Regions from separate parts of the Mus musculus genome. Here all the other regions are linked to region 3. Evidence: chromatin contacts called from public Hi-C and HiChIP or PLAC-seq data. All regions are on one chromosome and are shown on one strand. Each heading gives the region's core, a stretch centred on a gene start, on an enhancer-like site or on the middle of the called end of the contact. The rest is flanking DNA. Distances are from core to core; before and after follow the strand shown. Region 1 holds the start of Psrc1 (proline/serine-rich coiled-coil 1). Region 2 holds the start of Ampd2 (adenosine monophosphate deaminase 2). Region 3 holds the start of Prpf38b (PRP38 pre-mRNA processing factor 38 (yeast) domain containing B).

The links. Hi-C and Micro-C count contacts between places; a contact is called where the count stands out from the background. HiChIP or PLAC-seq counts read pairs in DNA pulled down with a chosen protein or histone mark.
Region 1: a contact with region 3 is called in a Hi-C map of pre-B cells, with 4 times the contacts expected there. The contact joins the promoter of Psrc1 here to the promoter of Prpf38b in region 3. A contact is called at or near these places in 2 of 39 promoter capture datasets (neural stem cells and pre-B cells), 3 of 484 Hi-C or Micro-C datasets (CD4 T cells, embryonic stem cells and pre-B cells) and 1 of 115 datasets of contacts at active chromatin or transcription factors (memory CD8 T cells).
Region 2: an H3K4me3 HiChIP or PLAC-seq map of bone marrow-derived macrophages shows a contact between it and region 3, with 7 times the contacts expected there. The contact joins the promoter of Ampd2 here to the promoter of Prpf38b in region 3. A contact is called at or near these places in 3 of 115 datasets of contacts at active chromatin or transcription factors (bone marrow-derived macrophages, memory CD8 T cells and microglia).

What each region holds. Positions count from the first base shown.
Region 1 is chr3:108,382,256-108,385,490 of GRCm38.p6, forward strand. It overlaps Psrc1 (proline/serine-rich coiled-coil 1), which reads left to right and starts at 1,583. Exons shown (of 8, transcript NM_019976.3): 1 at 1,583-1,671; 2 at 1,981-2,030; 3 at 2,119-2,176; 4 at 2,715-3,153. The coding sequence starts at 2,012. It overlaps Gm12522 (predicted gene 12522), which reads right to left and starts at 1,486. Exons shown (of 3, transcript NR_040560.1): 1 at 1,032-1,486; 2 at 216-541.
Region 2 is chr3:108,084,936-108,088,052 of GRCm38.p6, forward strand. Ampd2 (adenosine monophosphate deaminase 2) reads right to left here and starts at 1,731. Exons shown (of 18, transcript NM_028779.5): 1 at 1,283-1,731. The coding sequence starts at 1,292. It overlaps Gm12500 (predicted gene 12500), which reads left to right and starts at 1,041. Exons shown (of 1, transcript NM_001358018.1): 1 at 1,041-3,076. The coding sequence starts at 1,291. The coding sequence ends at 1,908. It also overlaps a transcript of Gnat2 not described here.
Region 3 is chr3:108,909,960-108,913,173 of GRCm38.p6, forward strand. It overlaps Prpf38b (PRP38 pre-mRNA processing factor 38 (yeast) domain containing B), which reads right to left and starts at 1,770. Exons shown (of 6, transcript NM_025845.3): 1 at 1,205-1,770. The coding sequence starts at 1,483.

The DNA of each region.
Region 1 (3,235 bases), core at 333-2,832, 530 kb before region 3:
CAATTAGCCAATCTATTGTCCTTAGGGAACACCGGTTTGAAATTGTTAGATAAAGCCAGGTTTGGTGGCTGCTGCTAAAATGTCTTCCCTGGGAGAGACATAAACCACCTTGTCTACACCTTCTCTTACCTCCCCAAAGTCAAACAACAGGAGGAATCCCCCACCCAGAGTTTATGCAGAGGAACCAATGAACTCGATAAGATAAGCTTACTTACAGAGCAGTGGGTTAGGGGTGTAGGCACGGATGACCTTGAAGCAGCTCTGGTGACTTCCCTAAGGAGACTTCCCCTTGCCTCTTCCCACTTCTATCCTCTAGCCCCTTCCCCCAAACCATCTGCAGTTAGGACAGAATTGCATACAGCTGGTTGAGAGGGACGGCTGCATACTCAGGTGAAGGTCCCGTGACCTTCTGTCCCACCTCCTCCTTCTATGACGGAAGGTAAACCGTCCACAGGCCCAGCTGTGATGGTCTTTCCGAAGCAGGCGCAACAGAACTCCTGAAGATGCTTGCAGATGTTTGCAGATGTCTCAGAGGATGGTCCTAGAGTAGAGTGGCACAGGCCTTTAGTCCCAGCACTTGGGAGGTAGGGGCAGGAGGGTCGGGACTTCAAGGTCATCCTTGGCTATATGGTGAATTCAAAGGCCAGCATGAGCTACACTAGTCTCTGTCTCAGAAAATAGCAAAAAACAAAGGGAAAAGAAACAGATGGTGTGTGTGTGTGTGTGTGTGTGTGTATCAGTGAATGGAGAGGAGTGGTCTGGTCATAGCCAGTCAACAACATTCACAACAGCAAAGGCTTCTTTCCAACCTGAAGCAAGCCTAGGGTAGAAGGTGGTAGTGACTGTGCTCTAAGGATGCGCCAGACCATGCTATTTGCTGAACTTTTACAGGCCCACCATTAAAGTGCACACATCTCCAGCATCCTGGCGAAGAAATAAATTCTTCACACGAACAAGATCTTTAGCAATAGGTAATCCTTTTGCACTTAGGGAGCACAGCTCTGACATCTTTTATTATTATTACTACTTACTGTTTGCCTGGAAGAATGACTTCTTTGTTATTTATTTAAACTCTTAAATAGCTGCTCATACTCATCGTTTGGGGGTTGGGGTTGAAGCAGGAAGAAAAAAATGCCAGATATCTCAGAGAAGTGGCCTTATGCTAAATGAAGAAATCTTGTGGCTCCAGTGCTGGAGAGATGGTCTATTTGGTGGTCTCTGCAAGTACGCGAGAAACCCAGCAAGGAAACCCAGTCTCAGATGCTGGAATCCAGGAGGTGGGGGAAGAGGCGGGGCTCCAAGCCTACATTGGTTCGACAGTTCTCCCCTTGTCTGACTCGCGGTTAGAAGGAGGCGCTCCGGTACACGCCACCGCGCACTCACGGCTCCTCCCGCCGTTCCGCTGTAGCCCCCTACCCTTTTTGGGAAGTGCCCTTTGGTCCAAGGGACAATCTTCTCCGGCTGACATCCCGACTGCTCCCGACTCAGCCCTGCCCCCTTGGACTCACCAATCGCTGTGCGTTTGTGGCGGGACTGGGTGGAGCCTAAGAAATTCGAACGAAGCTCCGCCCCTCGGGAGCCCTTTCCCGGGAACTGGGAGATTGTAGAAGAAAAGCTTCCTGCGTAGACTGTGAAGCGAGGTGGGGAGTGGAAACCGAGTGTGCGCTGGAGGTGTGGCGGGGATGTGGTGCCGCGGAGTGGAAAATGGGTGGGGTAGGGGGGGAGCGAAATTTCGGATAATAGTAAGGATGGAGGTGAAGACTGACCGACTGAGGAGAGGCCAGGGCGCAAGTTGGCGGATTGCACATCAGGTGTCGAGCTTTCTGCACCTTTCCCTAATATAACGGACTAGTTTCAGGGACACGTGCTGATCCTGCTTTACCACCACCATGCCTCTTCACCCCAGCTAATGCACTCCGAGTCTTGATGGGGCCCTAAGGCAGGATGATAGACACCTGAGGTAGGCATGTTTTCTTTCAGGTCTAAGCCGACTCGCTTATGCTGGCTGAGCATGGAGGATCTGAAAGAGGGTAAGGAAGCCATGGAGGGAGGAACGGGCCCCTGAGAGTCTGTCTGTCAAGAACTGATAGCTGGCATTTATTCTTCTCATCCCTTCAGATATCAAGTTCATTGTGGACGAGACCTTGGACTTCGGAGGGCTGTCTCCATCTGACAGGTACCAGCCTATTTATCCATTTATTATTTTCCTCCGGCAATACATCTGTAACCCTTTACTGCTAACTTATGGGCCTCTAGAACCGTGGTTGGTAATCTAGCAGAGTATGGTACCCTCTGATGGCAGTAGTCTGGTAGAATTGGGCCTCTAGAACACATGCTGGTGAGAACAGAGAAGCTGTAGGGAAATTTAGGGGTAAATGTAAATGAAAGATGAATGTCCCTGGGCATGTTGAGGCATGCCCTGCAAACCACCCCCACACTCCTAGGATAGACTAGAGTGCAGAGAGGGGGAGGGAGAGAGGGAAAGAGAGACAGAGAGAGAGAGAGAGAAGGCAGGAGGGATTTTGAATTTGAGATCATTCTGTGCTATAGAGTTGAGACATTGTCTCAGAAAATGGGAGTAGAACTAAGTTTTCCTCACCTAAAAGCAGTTCTCATGGCCAAAATGGAGTCAGGGTTGGGGATTGTCCCCGACTCGCCGACAGGAATGCCTTCTGCTAGCTGTTGTCCAGCATGGTGCCATATTTGTTTTTCAGTCATGAGGAAGAAGACATAACAGTATTAGTGAGTCCAGAGAAACCACTTCGACGGGGCCTCGCCCATCGGAGTAACCCAAATGAAGTAGCTCCCGCCCTCCAGGGTGTGCGGTTTAGCTTGGGCCCGCTCAGCCCAGAGAAGCTGGAAGAGATTCTTGATGAAGCCAACCGCCTGGCGGCTCAGCTGGAGGAGTGTGCCCTGAAAGATCGGGAGAGGGCTGGTACAGGCCCTGGAAGGCCCAGCCCCAGAGGGAAACCCAGTCCTCGGCGGGAGACCTTCGTCCTGAAGGATAGCCCTGTCCGAGATCTGCTGCCCACCGTGAGTTCTTGGAGCACCCCACCTCCAAGCAGCCTAGCTGGGCTCCGGAGCAGTGATAAAAAGGGGTCAGCCAGGGCTGTCCGGGTGGCATCCGGAAAGAAGCCCTCCAGCATAAAGAAGGTGAGTGTGGAGAGTGGACATGCGTGCGTACACCTAGACAAGGTGCAGGAGACACTGAAGGCGTAGTGTCATTCCCATACAG
Region 2 (3,117 bases), core at 481-2,980, 830 kb before region 3:
CCATTCACATACACTTCACACGCAGTCTTAGCATCTGCACAAGCTGACACGTGTGCATATACATCTCGTGGGCACCCACATCCACACCCACTCCTTGTTACGGAGGGCAGCACCCCTGACATGGAAACCTCAGGCACCCCCTCCCACCTCCCTCCCTGCGCCATCAAGTCAGCCAGTCAGCCGGGGAACCGGGGAACCGAGGTCGAGAGGCATCATTGCAGAGAGGGTGCTGCAGAAGGGGACCTTATCGGAGGCACTCAGTGGCCTGGACAAGAGGAGGGGAACCCATGCCTGAAACCAAGAACTCTCACCTGGAGCGGCAGCGGAAGCTTGCAGGCCGGCCCGCTTCTTAAAGGGATATTTGGCCTTGGACTTGCCTGGGCCAGGATAGGATGCCATGGCTGGGGCCAAGGCGACAGCGGAGGAACCTCACCGGCTGGGGCCAAGCTCTCCCACATCCAACCCCTTCCTCCGCCCCGCCCCCAGCGGGAGTGACTGATGCAGGAAGCAGCGCCCCGCAGGCGGAAGAGGCTCTGGCCACGATTTCTGATGTTGTCTAGGCAACCTCGGGGAGTGGGGCCTCCATCCTGCCCCTTATCCCTCTCTTCCCACTCCAGTCTTTAGAGTGCCCTGTCTGATGGTGGCTAGGGCCGGGGTCGGGATGCAGAGAAAACAGATGGAGCAGCACCAGCTCTAAGCTCTTTACTACCCTCACCCCACCTCGGGAACCCTCATCCCTTGCCAAGGCTCCAAGGCAAAGAAGCCAAAGTCCAGGCTAGGCTGGTCCAGCCAGCCAGAGAGAAAAATAATAGGCAAGAATACCGCCTGAGCTCCAACCTCAAAACCCATTTCCTCCAGGGAAGGAACAACGGTACTCATGAAAACCCAGAGCCTCTGGGGCAGAGCCCCCCTCTTTTCTTCTCCATCTGACCCCTGCTCTAGGGACAGCCCAGCTCCGGGAGGAGGCAGAACTGAGAATTCGAGCCCAGGAGGGAGGGGCCTGTCTTGGGAAAATTCCACTGACCGGCAGAAGCTGTCTCCTAGGAAGACAGGAAGAGTAGGAGGCTGGGTCTTGTCTGAGGTCGATGGGAAAGACCCCAGCCTACTCTGACCTGTCGCTCTGCCTGTACACTCAAGATCTGCTTCCTTGGACCCTTCTAGGAGCCGTTCACGTCCCCTAGGTCTTGCAGGCATTGCCAAGACCCCCCACCCACTTATCACCCGACCCAGGCACCTCTGCCTTGGAGTCCCTTTATCAACCACACACGCGCCACACACTTACCTGAGGCCATGCTGCCCAAGTCCCGCGTGGACCAGGAAGGCAGCCTACGAAAGTCTGCACAGCGAGGGAGCCGGGCTGAAGAGGGGAGAGGGCCCCCACCGGGGCGAAGTCGCGCCACTGGCCCCTGCACCCGCACTGAGAAGCGGGAAGGAAGGCAAGGTTTTCAAAATGGCCAGCTGGCCGGGGGGCGGACTCCCGCCGACTTCAGCGGCCAGACTGACCTCAGGAGACCCCGGAGTCGCGACCCCAAGCCTGCACTCAAGAGGAAACAGGCCACGTGCTCCCCAGAAAACCGGACCCGGAATTCGCCTAGGGTTCTTTCACCACTTTCTGGGAATCAATTAGGGATCCGGCTCCTGTGGCCGGGCTACGGGGGAGTCACGCAACAGGTGCGACCCCGCCGAAACCTTCCGGGCTGCGCGCCAATCTCGCGTACCCCAGGCCCCGCCAAGTCCGCGGCCACGCCCCGTTCGGCCACGCCTCTTGGCCTCCTGGCCACGCCCCAACCATTTTCCCAGTTCCCTTACGCCACGTGGGCAGCCTCCGGACCAGGGTTGGCCTTGGCTTGGCCCTTTGGTCTTGGGCGATTTCTGTGCGTCAGTTTCCTCATCAGTAAGATGGGATGAGGCAATGGAAACACCCCATCCAAAGAAAGGAGTTACTGAGGACTGAAGGTAAATCCCCTTTGCACAATGTCTGGCACAAAGTCAGGTAGCTATTATTAGGGTCCCAGAATCCATTTCAAGCAGAAGCCCTGCCCTTGAATTCTCCGCATTCCCACCTGAATCTATTTCCTTCTATCAGTCATTGGTAGGCAGGATGTGCCCTTCAAAGCCGGTTCACCATCCCACATTAATTTCTATGTTGACGTTAGACTAGCCAGAATGCCTAGGTTCAAATTCAGACATCTCCACCTACTTTCTGACTGATGGTGAACTTCTCTCTGGGTTTTACTGGTTAACTTTGGCTCTTACACCCGCTCTGATGAAGATAAAGGAGATAATTATAAGTGCTTAGACTTGTGCCTGGCCTGTAAGTTACTTCCCAATCAGTGTTCCTGGAAGATTTCTTTGGCCTGGGATCACTATGGCCAGCTCACTGATTTCTCCTTGTGGGTTATGAGAAATTGGGCTGTTTGAATAGGGCCACAGACACCCTCTCAAACAAGGATTCCTGCCTCCCAGGGGCAGCCTGTACCTACAGGAACCCTGAAAAGGAAAGTCCTCCCCTTTATCAGCAGCAGTTGGTCCCTTCCCTCGCCTCTCCCCTGGGGGAGTCTTTGCCCCCTCACCCAGCTGCTCTGAAGTCTCTCCAGCTGCTTTCAGTCCCTCCTCTCCCCAACTGGAACTCTGAGTCCTGATCCCCCATCTCTATCTGCATCTGATGTGGCCTCTAGGGAGTCTCCTATCCGCTATACTAAAACAAACTTTAAAAACTATTGCCTTAGGCTGGGGGTGTCAGCTCAGGGGCAGTATCCCTCTGCCTTACATGCGAAAGCAAACCCCAGAATTGCAGAAAAACGATGAAAATACAAATTTTTAAAAAACCCTACAGGTGGCCTCCATAAACTTGGGAGACCAGTGGGTTATGGGAATCCAGCTCACAGAGAATCAGACTAAAATAGAACAAGGAGAACCTTATTCTTACACCGTTACGTTTAAATATCAAAACAGGAACCACTAAAAGCATCGGATACAGGTGATGGTGTACTGAGCTGGGGCACGCATTATGTGGCTGTAAATACTAATATAATCTAAGAACCGTTTGGCAAAATAAAATCAAGTATCGCTATAAGTTGCACTGTTTTGACTCAGTAATCCACTTCTAACAAGTCT
Region 3 (3,214 bases), core at 520-3,019:
AAAAGCAATTAGTACCTCAAAAATCTCTCATTAACCTGAACAAGTGGCTGGGAGAAAAGTAGGTAAAATATACAGAATCTCTTTTCGTTAACATCTCCACGTGTATGTCAAGACAAGAAAAATTGGATGTGTTTTACTTTACATGCTCTAGCGAAAATGCTTGAAGACATGAAGACTATTAATACTCATTAAAATATAAATTAACCTCGGAGGCCTGGAAGGTTATTTTTTAAACTACCTAATTTGTAGGGAAGTGGAGACTCTAGTTAGTGAGACCAAAATCAATGGCCCAACACCAAACCGGTAAAAATAAACCTAATTAGCCATTCATTTAACCAGGGAAATGCATTTATTGGCGATTGAGCATGATTAATAGTGCATACCTCTACCTGCGACCCTGGGCTGCTCCGAGCCTCGCTGCAAGACTGAGTCAATCCTGCTAACGAAACAAGAACTGAGACAAGAGTGCAGTGAGGAGGCGCCAGGTGAGCTCCCCAGCACAGCCAAGCCAGCACCGACCCTGCCGCAGAAAGAAGCCCAGGGCCCAGAGCATTCTAATTATGCCCAACGCACAGGTGGCTGACACCTTCGACTCCTGACTTCCTGCTGGGAAAAATTTCCAGGCCTTCTGTACACCTCTTTTGCCCTGGCACTCCACGCCACCCTCAACCCTCCCGGCCCACCCGACACACTCACTGGCCAATTTCTGTCGGGATTGGAGAGCTTAACGAAGAGCACGAGGCCGACATTGAAGTAATTACTTCAGTAATTCCGCTGGCCCGGGGGGCAGCGGCAGAAGCACCGAGTTAGTGCTTAGTCGACACAGGTAAAAAGGAGTCATTTTTTTAAAAAATGGTGAACTTGGACAGGCTTCTGGTATTACTTTTCTCCTCTCCCCTAGAGTTCTTGCCCAACAGCTCCCTAGGGATAGGCAGGAGGTTGGGGTAGGTTAAAGATCGATTGTGGCGGGCTCGCCCGGCTATTAAAACAAAACAAAAAAAACAAAACCTGAAAAGGAAAAAAAGAGGGCGGCCCTAGCCCGACCCGTCCCAAACCAGCCCCAAGCTTCACTTCTCCCTCCGCCAACTTTCCCCCTCCCCCAAATCCGCGGGTCTCAGGAGGGAGGGAAAGGGGGTGCATCCACGGTATCCGACACCCCGCTCTGGCGAACTTACCCCCGACACGCGGCCTAGAGGATGCGTACCTTAAAGTAGATCTCGTCCACCACCTCGTGGTAGGTCTTGAGCTCGTAGAGCTGCACTTTGAAGTAAGGCGACGACAGGATGTTGGTGAGGATCATGGGGTTGAGGTTCATGGTCTTCTCGTTGCCCCACAGCGGCAGCACATTGCCCTGCTTGCCCGACACCGCCGGCTTGGTGGCGCCGCCGCCGCCGCCACATTGCTGCTGCTGCTGGGTCACGGCCGCGGCCGCCTGGTGCTGCGGTTGCGAGTTGCCGGTCAGCGCGGGGCTGTTGTTGGCCATGGTGCCGCGGCAGGAAGGAAGGAGGGCGGGCGGGAGGAGGGAGGCCAAGCTCGATCGCGCTCTTCGGGACAACGGTCCCGGACCTACTCCATGGAAGGCCGTCGGGGCAAGGAGCCCGCCGCGTTGTGCCCCAGCCGAGCGGGAAACTGCAACTGGGACGCCGACACACGGGAGCCCGGGCCCGAGACGGACGCCAAAAACGAGGCGGGGAGAACTCCGGACGCAAAGCAGAACGGGCAGCAGAGGAGCTCGATCTCTTCCGCCAACTGCCCCTGGGAACAAGATGGCGGGGCCAGCGGAAGTGACGCCATACGCCCGGGCGTTCGAGCTAAGGCCGTGGCCAATCAGAGCCGCCCGTGTGTGCAGGCTATTCCTCTTCCTGGTTGCGCGAGGTCGTTGCGTGTTGGCTCGGCTCCGGTGGTCTGTGTGCCGGGCTGGTGGCTTCCTCCTGGGACTTTGGCCCAGGGGGAAGGGGGTCTGGACACAGTTGCTATGTTTTAGAGTTTGCATCCGTTGCTTGATTTTTCTCGAGGCAGGAAGAGGGTCTCGTGACACTTGTGTTCTGGACGGATGCGTGACTGCTCCTGCGGAGCGGTCGAAGTCTCATGAGTTAATTTTGTTAGATTCTCCAGAAAGGACTAGAGTCAGGGAATTGACTCCGATAGAGTCCTTGAGGCTTTCGCAGAGGTAATAGTGTCCTACCGGAAGTCGTAGACGGCCCCAAATTTTTTTTCTCCTAAGATTAGGATAATATTTTAACTGGGTTGTGAGCTTTAAAGAAAGTACTCTCAACTGGGTGTGGTGGCGCCCGCTTTATTTCCAGTGCTGGGGAGGAAGGGGCAGACGGGTCTGTGATTCTGAAGCCAAGTTCCATAGACATCCAATCTCAAAATAACAAAAAACATAAAATCTGCTACCCTACGTGGAGTGCTTCCATTGACTCACCTTTTTTTTTTTTTTTTTTTTTTTTTTAATTTTCAATTAGGGTCTCACACTATAGCTGAGGCTAGCATGTAGCTCAGGCTGGCCTCAAACACAAGACAATCTTTACGCCACAGCCTTCGAGATACTGGGATTTTGGGTCCTGAGCTACCACATGTAGTGAGATGCTAGTTCTATGGTACCGCTGCACTGGGCTAGGCCTTAGAAAAGGGAGTGAGGAATGGAGATGGAGAAAAGGTGGGAAAGTAATCAGGGTATCTGTTCTCAAAGGTACTAATAATTTAAGATTAATAGTGTTTGAGAGTTAAGAGGCTGCTGGAGCCTTTGACCATCATCTACTATTTACCATCTAATAAGCCTGATTTGAGCAAAGAATGGCTTAAGCATAGAAAGCAAAATCAGGCTTAGAGATGGAAAATAGCACAGTTGGCAAGAAGCTGGGAGCTGTGCTTCGTGGGGAGTAGTGGCAATAAAATGTCTGTAATGTGTGGATGAAACATTAGGAACTTAATGCTTACCAAAGGCTACCCCACATCCTTATAGTGTGTGTGTATTTAAATCAGGCTAGGTTGGTTTTGATGGCTACGTCTGAAAGGAAATTTACATTCCAGAGACTGAGGCAGAACAATCAAGAGGCCAAGACTAGACTGGTATAATAATCTGACTTAAAAAAAAATCAGGCTATTGGTGTAGTTTAATGGTAGACGAGGTGCCTAGCTAGCATGGGCAACGTTGGTTTAATCCCAACAGAAACGTGTTTTCCTGTGCTCATTCATGGATATGAGCATT